Linked DNA regions of Mus musculus: region 1 is linked to region 2. A link is a contact called in public HiChIP or PLAC-seq data. All regions are on one chromosome and are shown on one strand. Each heading gives the region's core, a stretch centred on a gene start, on an enhancer-like site or on the middle of the called end of the contact. The rest is flanking DNA. Distances are from core to core; before and after follow the strand shown.

Evidence for each region. HiChIP or PLAC-seq counts read pairs in DNA pulled down with a chosen protein or histone mark.
Region 1: an H3K4me3 HiChIP or PLAC-seq map of the SCID.adh cell line shows a contact between it and region 2, with 14 read pairs. The contact joins the enhancer-like site here to the promoter of Themis in region 2. A contact is called at or near these places in 2 of 39 promoter capture datasets (3T3-L1-derived adipocytes and stem cell-derived epiblast-like cells), 1 of 15 datasets of contacts at CTCF or cohesin (CD8 T cells), 12 of 484 Hi-C or Micro-C datasets (CD4 T cells, CD8 T cells, the P5424 cell line and 5 more), 2 of 115 datasets of contacts at active chromatin or transcription factors (CD8 T cells and the SCID.adh cell line) and 3 of 9 other capture datasets (adipose tissue, liver and pancreatic islet).

Annotation. Positions count from the first base shown.
Region 1 is chr10:28,727,885-28,732,749 of GRCm38.p6, reverse strand. All of the region lies in intron 2 of Themis (thymocyte selection associated), which reads right to left. Among named protein-coding and RNA genes, the nearest start is that of Themis, 62 kb to the right of the region's middle. Within about 2 kb of position 3,084, at least 4 of the 459 cell types and tissues checked have an H3K27ac peak or open chromatin away from gene starts, as enhancers often do. A contact at or near this core is called in the P5424 cell line, the SCID.adh cell line, Th17 cells and 1 more, where this site is marked.
Region 2 is chr10:28,664,174-28,669,691 of GRCm38.p6, reverse strand. It overlaps Themis (thymocyte selection associated), which reads right to left and starts at 1,332. Exons shown (of 6, transcript NM_178666.6): 1 at 942-1,332. The coding sequence starts at 1,032.

The DNA.
Region 1 (4,865 bases), core at 1,835-4,334, 61 kb before region 2:
AAAAGGTGCTGATAGTGAAAGGATAAAAAGACTGAACAGGGCTGGTGAGATGGCTCAGTGGGTAAGAGCACCTGACTGCTCTTCCGAAGGTCCGGAGTTCAAATCCCAGCAACCACATGGTGGCTCACAACCATCCATAACAAGATCTGATGCCCTCTTCTGGAGTGTCTGAAGACAGCTACAGTGTACTTACATATAATAAATAAATAAATCTTTAAAAAAAGACTGAACAATGTGATACAATGTACAGTGCAATAATGTTTCCATAGAAGTATAATCCACTAAAGAAAACAAAAGAAACCTGATCCAGTGGTTTGCAACAAAAGGTGCTTGACCACTGTATGCGAGAAGTGAATATAGAACATACAACCTTTTAAATATTAACTCAAAATACAGAGCAGGAAATCCCCCAAATACCAGGTAACTACTTAAGAAGTCATAAATGGCACTGGATTTGAAGATGAACATTAAATACAGTTGTAAAGCACAATCTAGAAAAGAAACAAAAGGTAAATTAGACTTTTTAAAAAAAAAACTTCCATAAAGATGAGAATTAAAAGGCAAACCACAAATTTAAGAAAAACTATTAACCAAAGCAAAATGTGATCAAAACTGGGCATCACAAGTATACAGAGTGCATAATGTAAGGAAACCATAGCACAGCTTTTAATGGGCAAAAAACTTCAAGTATCTCATCAAATAAAGTTCATATTCCACCTGGGAATTACAGATTTAAAAAATGACTTTAATATCATAGACTTGAATGTATAGAATGGCCAAATGCAGACACTGATAGAGAAAATTCCTGGAGAGGACATCGAACAGGGATGTTCATTCATTGTTCATAGTAGTACAAAATGATATTTTGCAGGACAATCTGGTACTTTTTAAAAATAAACAGACTGTTACTATTTTTACTATTCAGTCCAATAATCAGAGTGGGGAGAATTCATCTTTCTTTTTTTTTTTTTTTTTTTTTTTGGTATGTTTGGTTGGTTGATTTCGGTGTTTTGCATACTAAATCTCACTAAAGCGACTTCTACTTAGGTTTTTTTTTTTATAAACCCAAAACTTCTCTATGTAAATGTAAAAATCTATTAAAATGCAAAGGAACTAAAGTGGAATGCTAAAAAATATTCATTATGGAAAATGTAGAGAGCAATGAAAAATAAAAAACATGAAAAACAAGTGGCAAAACAATAGCACTAAATTCTTTACTATCAGTTATGATATTAACTAAAAGCAGATAATGATTAAACCACACTTAATATGATAGAAGAAAAATATCAAAGCATATACTATGTGTATCAAAAGAGACTTTAAATTTAAAGACATAAGTAGGTAGAGAGTAAAAATGTAGATGATAGCCTGTACAATTAGTTGTTAAAAATAAGAAAGCAAAAAAAATGAAGAAACTATTTTAAATCAGAAACAATATAGCAAGGCATGTTGGTGCACACTTGTAATCTCAGCTCTCAGTAGGCTATAGCAAGAATATTGTGAAAACAGTTCCAAGCTTGGCTACAAATCAAGACAATGTTTAAAAATAAATTGGAACCAAATTTACATTTTAAAATGTTATTACTATAAAAGGTATCTTGAAGTTAAAAGAAACTCTCCACTCAAAACCACTAGCAATTATAAATATAGATACACATGTCCCCCGACTCTCAAAGTACATTAAACAAAAAAATACACAATTTTAGGAATCCAAATAATACAGGAAGAATGAGGAGGAGGTGAAGGAAGAGAAGGAGAAAAGGAGGGGGAGGAGGAGGAGGAGGAAGAGAAGAAAAAGAAGAAGAAGAAGAAGAAGAAGAAGAAGAAGAAGAAGAAGAAGAAGAAGAAGAAGAAGAAGAAGAAGAAGAAGAAATTTCTTTTTAAAAAGATATATATTCTTTGACGTCATATATTCTTTGATGAGCATATTCTACCCCCGACCCTATCCCACTTACCTCCCTTTTCATACCCATAACCTTTCCTGTTTATTCTTTCTTTCCCTAGATAACTCTTATTTATTTTTATTTAACATACACATACATGATTTTAATAATGGATATGCTGTTGTGAAAGATCAAGTAGAAAAGATCACCTAGGTGGTGTAAATAATTCTATAAATGAACAAGTATCTTTAATGGACTTCTATAATGGTAGAATATATATTCTTCTATACAGAGTATAAAAACAAGTATTAGTATATTTTTAAATTTGAATTTCAGAAAGTATGTCCTCTGATAATTGAATTGAATTAGAAATCAACCATAAGAGGAAATTTGAAGAGTTAAGCAAATAAAACAAGATGTTTAAAATACTTTGGGGGTATCTTCCTGTTGTTTAGTGTCTTTAAAAAGATATATATATATATAATAGAGTTCTGGCTGCACGTATGCCTGCAGGCCAGAAGAGGGCACCAGATATCATTATAGATGATTGTGAGACACCATGTGGTTGCTGGGGAACACAGGACTTTGGGAAGAGCAGATAGTGTTCTTAACCCCTGAGCCATCTCTACACTGTTTAGCGTCTTTTTCATGAATTTATTGAGTGTTTAAAGTTTTTCATTATAGATATCTTTTATTCCCCTAGTTTGGTTCTGTCACAAAAAAAAAAAAAAAAAGGAATTTTGAAGCTTTAAGAAATGTGACAGAATTTATAAGTTTCTAAACAGCAACGAGAACAACTTGGTGAACAGACAACTTTAGAAGAAAATCTTTGATAGTCACACAGAAGATTAGAATCTAGACTACATGAAGAACTCAAAATATCTGAACAACTTACTCAATAAATGGACCAATGTAACTAACAGTTTTCAGAAAATGTGTTCAAAATCCTTGGGCATCCAAAAATTACAAAGTCATACAGCATTAAGATTCAATCTTATTCCCACCAGAATGATTATCATTAAGAAGATAAATCACAGCAAATTCTGGCATGGAAATATCAATTATTACAGCCCCATAGAAATAAATATGAAAGTTCCTCAATAAGCTAAGAGGAGAACGAGCATATGACCCAAATACATCAACTCGAGCTACAAGCCCAGAGCCTATAAATGAACATCCTGTAGAGATGTTGTCATCTGTATGTTTGTTGCTGCACTGTCCACAGAAGTCAAGTTATGGAATCATCCCAAGTAGTCATCCACAGAAGAACTGATAAAGAACTTGTGCTGTGCGTGCACAGTGGTGCTCTATTTAACCATAAAGGATTGCATTATAACACTTGCCGAAAAAAATAGGCACAGCTAAAGATGATGGTGATATCACTTGTTTCCATTTCTCATTTACTTGTGGATCCTAGGTTTTCACACATATATGTAAAATGACATAGGGTGTACATATATGTGCAATCATATTTTAATGAAGGAGCAAGAGTCGACATGAAATGGGAATGAATGGGAAAACGGGAGAGATTAGAAAAGAAAGGAGAGTGAATGTATCCAAAGTACATGACAGAGTCACGGGAATGAAGCCTATCACTATGCATAATAAATATATACCAATAAAAACATGTGTTAAAAGTGCCACGGGGCTTTAAAATTTTAAAATATAATTGGAATTTAAATGAAAGGTTTTAACGTGGAAAAGGCATATGTTACTGTTGAGATCTGTGATAAAGGACTTGATTCTGGTCTTTTCCCCTAGTGATAATGAAGAGGAAACATTTATGTAGGATCCTGGAGTCTTTTCGGAAGAGAGCATTCTCTCATCGTCCTTCATCACCTCTGCTTTAATTCTGACCCTTACAAGAAGGCTCACCTGTAAACACCTTTAAACTCTTACCCAATTAATGACAAAGACATCACGCTAACCCCAGCCCAAAGGAAGTTCCAGATAGTGATGACCTTAGACTTCAGCCACTACCCAGGTGTTTTCACTAATCCAATAAGAAACGATTCCTCTATCTGAAAATTCTGAACATTTAAACTTAGTGAGTGTTTATTCTGTACTGAGAATTACAGTGATAAATGATTTTGCTTTTGCTCTTAGCCGCCTTGTTATCTATTAGATCACGCTACTCCAACAAACACAAAACTAACTCCAAATACATGTAAAAAGCAATAAGTGAAATAATAAAGGCATAAAAGTACTTAACCTGGGGTGAGAGCACATGCCTCTACTCACAACGTTTTGGAAGAAGAGGCGGGCACTCTTTTGTGTGTTTGAGGACTGTTCTACAAAGGAAGTTCCAAGCCAGATTGGGCTACATAGTGAAACCCTGCGCATACACACACACACACACACACACACACACACACACACATTCATAAATATATATACATGTGTATATATGTACATGTGTGTATATGTATGTGTATTATATATACACACGTTCACATATGCATTCACATGCACATATACATATGAGGAGAGCAATTACATCTAACTTTGCTACTTAGGAATGTTGTCTATAAAGCCATGGTTCCCAGCCTCAGGTTCATGTTAGTCCTAGCTTGGGAGCTTTGAAGAATCTTCATGACCAGACTTTGCCCAAATAAATCATGATACCTCCTGCATCACGACTTTCTAATCTCCCTAGATGAGGTCACTGTGCAGCCAAGCTTGAAAACCAGCCATCATTTTGAAAGACCAGGAAGGATATAAAAAAAATGGGTAAGCTTTCGGTTCAAAGGGACAGAGAATTAGAGCACTTGCAAGAATCTTCTCATTAATATAACCAATTTATTTTTACTCTCCAAACATCAGGTCAATTATAACATTCTCTGAAAAGCATTTTCTACTTCCCCAATGATATCAATAAGAATCTTAATAACAGTAATATAAGTTATCACCATTTTTATGAATGTTGCTATAGTCCAGATGCCATAGCAAGCACTTTAATTATGTTTTGATAATATCCTCCAC
Region 2 (5,518 bases), core at 83-2,582:
AGAGACAGGGCTTCTTTCTGTAGCACTGGCTGTCCTGGAATTTGCTCTGTTGACCAGGCTAGCTTGAACTCATAGAAATCCACCTGCCTCTGCCTCCTGAGTGCTGGGATCAAAGAGCTGTACCACCACCATCCAGGCCAAACTAACTTTAAAATGTTAGTATCGTTCATATTAGGGGATTTTACACACTACAGTAAGTTACACCAAAATTCACCAGCTTAGTATTCAACAATCCTCATTAAAATTTACCTTTTCAACACAAATCTTAAAAGATACTCTACAGTCAATAGGCACTAATTTCTTTACCTTTAAATAAAAGTTCCCACCATTTAAGGAGTTTGTAGAGCAGGAAGAGAGGATTACAAGTACAAGGCAAGCTTAGAAGTCCGAACTTGGCAGCATTCATTGTAAGACTGTGCCCTTGATAGGTGCAATCATTTTGGGTGAAACAAAACACAAAACAAGCTTGATAGTGTTTGGGTTTTTGTTTTGATGTTGCTGTTTTTAATAGTTTAAAAACAATAGTCAGCAACATTAAACTTTTTTACCTGATGGCAATTAATTTCAAAGAGTAGGGCAGAGACAGAACATCCTTTGTGCAGACTTGTCGAATGCTTACCAAGAAAAAAAATGGCAAATGGCAATTCACAAAGTTCCACTCCACCTTTCTTAAAGCCTTAGTTTCTTCTTTCTTCACCAGCTGGGATGTGTGTGTGTGTGTGTGTGTGTGTGTGTGTGTGTGTGTGTGTGTGTCTGTGTTCAACTTTCCTTCAGACAACTTGCACTTTGTTTGCTGGGTGTGTATATGTTTGAACTAAGTATCGAATCACTGAACTATACACACAGCCTTCCACGTATTTCTTACTAAAACCTCTCCCACAAATTTCCAAGAGACTTTATAAGAACATTCTATCAAATTAAAGAATTAGAAAAATACTTACCTTCAAAGTAGATGCCTGACTGGATTTCTAGGACCCTGGGGAGGGTCCTCAGGTCAAGGGAGTAGACAAATTCTTCCAGAGATAAAGCCATTGTTGTGTCTTCGGTGGTATATAGACCTGATCTTTTACAAGACCTTGTGGTTTCTAGATGTCAATTGTCTACCGTTCTGTCTTTGCTCATAATTGCCCACACAGGCAGAATGTGAAATGGGAGCCAATCGGGGTAGGACAGCCCTAAGGTGGGGAGGTACTTGTCTGCAGTAGCTGGTCTTCAGTTTCTACCTGGTGCAGGGAGGTCACAGGAAAGCCAAGCCCAGGGCAAACAGCTCAAGCAGCGGAAGAACTTGAGAATAGGCAGGAGACAGTGGGTAAAGCTCTTTTTGTTCTCCCTGCGGCTGCATTTCCTTCTGACACTGAAGTAGAAACACATGGGGGTGGGGTGTGTTTGTCTGAACTGACACTACCCAAAGTAATGAGGTTGGCAAGTTGCTGGTTCTTGTGCATCCACAGCAGTGGCAAAATTGTGATGAAACAGAGTGGCCTGTGGCATGAACACTGGACATGGCCAGAATGCAGGCACAGTGTCTTACCTTAAATATGGCACTATATCAGTTTGTTGCCTCTCTGCATCTGGGTTCTAGCTTTGCATACTCATTGTGCTTTTACATTAAACTTGGTTACAAAAGAAGCTGTTGTCAGCTGTTTTTAGAAATCTGATACTCTGAGGACACATAGAAACCACCTTTTATCTTTACACATTAAAATTTTTGCTGAAGTTTAAAGGGAGGGAGGAGGTGTTACATGAAAAGTGACTCAGGAATTAATAGAGTAAATTGATGGGAACTTTCTGGTCTCTGCACTGAGAAGGAAAGTATTTAAAGCAAAAGTAAATTAATTAATAAAATAAAATAAAAATAAAGCAACAAAACCAAAGAAAGAAAGAAAGAGAGAGAGAGAGAGAGAGAGAGAGAGAGAGAAAGAAAGAAAGAAAGAAAGAAAGAAAGGAAGGAAGGAAGGAAGGAAGAAAGGAAGGAAGGAAGAAAGGAAGAAAGGAAAAAAGGAAGAGAAAGAACTACTTATAAGACATATATTTAAATGTTTGCTTCCTCTTTGAAGCTCTCCTTTTAAATGTAGATTTAAAAACATAAATAAATAAACTGCACAAGCCCCGAAGTCTATAAATTTGCTCTTATGATCTAAACATAAGTTGAAAAATGCTCAAAGCCATAAATAAATAAATAAATAAATAAATAAATAAATAACAGAAACCTTGTGAAACTAATTTTTATACATCAAAACCAATCTTTCTGTTTATTTTGATTTTTGTTTCTTTTAAACAAAATTTTCCTTAGGATATCAGGCTGGGCTCAAACACATGCCAGTCCTCCTTGCCTCTGTCTTAGGATTACAGGCATGTGTCACCACCTCTGCCTTACATCGGAGTTTTGTTGTGGTGGTGCTAGGGTTTTGTTTGTTTGTTTGTTTGGTTGGTTGGTTGGTTTTAAATTTTTATGCTTCCTATTCTTTGTACTTAATTCAAACATCATCTTAGAGGTTATACTTGCAATTTAAAGTGAGACTGTCTATGTTTTGTAGATAAATAAAGGAAGATTGGTTGAAGTTGATAAAGATGAACTATGATGAAAAGTTGTTCATTCTCAGGCTGGATTCTGGACAAATTGCTTGATCATGATAGAGCATCTACCAAATGCTAAATGCTTAAAGCTCTTCAGAGTCATGTTCAGCCCTTGTAACAATTTGCTAGCCTTCATTCTAGGCAAACTTAGGGTTAATGTGGGAAATTCTTCAAGTGATTTTCACTAGTAACTTTTATGTAATCCCTTGAAACATTTTTGTCCCCTAAATCTCCCAAGCTTGATAAATGTAGCTTCTGTCTCATTCTTACCTAAGTCTGGGCCTCTCACTTGACTGAAAACACTATTTGTAGCCTCCTGGCATATTTCATAGGATTTTAGAATATGGAAAGGGCTGCCTCTTGAAAAATCATACATTTTTAGAGTTAGTGCTGCAGTAAGTTTATTTGGTATGTAATCAATGCTGGATTTCATCTGAAATCTTTAACTTATAACTCAAGTTTCTATCCTTGCAGCCAACACTAGAAGAATTCACTATATCATCAGATATTTATACAGATCCAGTATGTCCCTGCTTCTGCTTTTAACACAGAGATCCTTCTTGTATCTCAGAATCTGTTTCTCCTATATCCTCAATCATAAAATTAATGACTCTCCCATCTTTGAGAGTGCAAAGCCAGAAGGCCTAAAGTTGTATGTGAACAGACATTTTCTACAGCTTCCAAATCCCTCAAGCTCTATGAGTGACAGTCCTCAAGGCCACTCCTCTGACCTTGTCCTGTATTGCCATTGCTGCCATCTTATCTCAAATCATTACTATCTCTGAGCTGAAGCATGGTAAAATGAATTACTGAAGTTCAGTCAGTAACAGGAACGATTGGCTTACTCAAAGTCAGACCAATGGGAGTTCAGAAGTAAAGAGACTGTATATTACAGTTTCCAGTTTGCAGAAGGTAGAATTTCATGCCAGTGAGGAAGAAAGATGTATTTAACTAACTATTGTTAAATACCTGAAAGAAAAGATAGTTTCAAAACATCCCGTGAAAGAAAATGAAATGAAGATAAATTTTAAACATAAATTTACATGTAAAAAAATCCAAAGTTAAGTGGTGAGGGAGGGATTGTGAGAGGGAGTGTTAAAAAATAATAATTAATTAATTAATTAATTAATTATAAAAAAGCCAAAGTCCAAAGATTATGAGTGTGAATGAGGATTTAGAAGACTTGCTCTCAAGAATTACTTGAAGTCTTACAGGAAAAGAATAATAGATTGGACACAAACATTTGAAATCTATATATCTTCTGTAAATCGAAATGGAATTTTCACAAAACTTACAAAGAACTCAATATAAAGAATGTCCAAGTAGCACAAACAAACCAATGTTCAGAAAAAAAGGTGCTTGGGGACTTGACCAACTCTCCTACCAAATCCCCTGGGCAACTTCGACTCCTTTAAACATGACTGTAAGGAGCTGATGAGTTGCCCGAGTAGTGCAGGTAGAAGCCCAAGATCCAGGAAGGTAGGATGCCATGAGAACTTGGTGCTGTAATTCTTTCTACTTTCAGACATTTGTCATTAGTATTGGGAACCAATAAAGATGCTCAGAAACTCAGGAAAGGCTGATGGCAGAGAAGGAGAAACCATCTCCAGTTTTTAGCAGTATCTGGTTGCTAAGAGACACCAAATTGAATTTGCAGTGAATGGAGCGTTCAGGCTCTCCCATAGAAATATTCTATTCGTCCCACTCAAAGATGTAAGAGTGCTGAATAAGTGTGACAGCGTGAGACTGTATGAGTAAGGAGGAAGCCAAGCAGCACATCCAAGAGTGCTTTGAAGCTGAAACTGCCTGAGAGAGGGAGGAACACCTTTAAACACCAGCAATGGCAGCTGGGGACTCTGAAGGATCCCCTCCCCCACGCTGCCACCCCTACCTCGCCCAAACACACACACAAAGGTGAAGATTCCCACTGAGGTAGTACTTGGATAAATACGAATACATGCAGATCATTAAAATGACATCTGGAACTCAACAATAATACTTTAAAATATATTACTGGTAGCATAGTATAAAACAACAGTACACACAGAATTGGGGCAGAGAAGTGGCAAGATGAACTTGTGAGGTAGGTAACTCAATTGCTAGACACAGTTCTGAATTTAACCTTGCTGGGCATGATGGGCGCAAGTCTAAAACCTACAGCTTCAGACACTTTGTAGGCTAACGTGAGAATCACATTAGCCCAGGAACTACAGTCTTGGAAACTCAGTAAAATCCTGTCACAGATAAAAATATAGTAAAATAAACTAAGAGGGTCTGAAGAAGTAGCTCAGAGGTTTAGAGTACTGGCTGCTCTTCTGGATGACCTAGGTTGAATTTCAGCCTCCACATGGCACCTCATAACTACATGTAACTCCGGTTCCAAGAGAGTTCTATATCTTTTCTTTCTTTCCTTCCTTCTTTCTCTTTTCTTTTTTCTTTCTTTCTTTCTTTCTTTCTTTCTTTCTTTCTTTTGTCCTTCTTTTTTCTTTTTTTGCCTTTGTGGGTACCATCCATGCATATAGTGCACAGCCATACACATGCAGGCAAAACACACACCCCAAATGCACTCATAATATAAATAATAAAACATGAAAGATAATGAAAGAACCTTGATGCACATCTTCAAAACTAGAAGATAAGAATTTCAGATGAGAATTACCACACAAAAAGTATTTAATAAGAAGCTAGAGTTGAAAACTATAATATTTAAGATTATTATAATATTCATATAATATTTATGAATTCATATATATACATGAATCAGGAATGGTTGTAATAGCAGATAGGATCCACAGTAGGAGGACTGCTGAACCAGAAGTACAAGAGTACCCAACATCTGTGCTCTAGGGGTGGTTTTGTTGTTTTAAAACAATTTTTAAACTTAAATATATTTTGAGCATATTCTTGCCTTCCCCCATGTTTCTCCAGATCCTTTACCTAC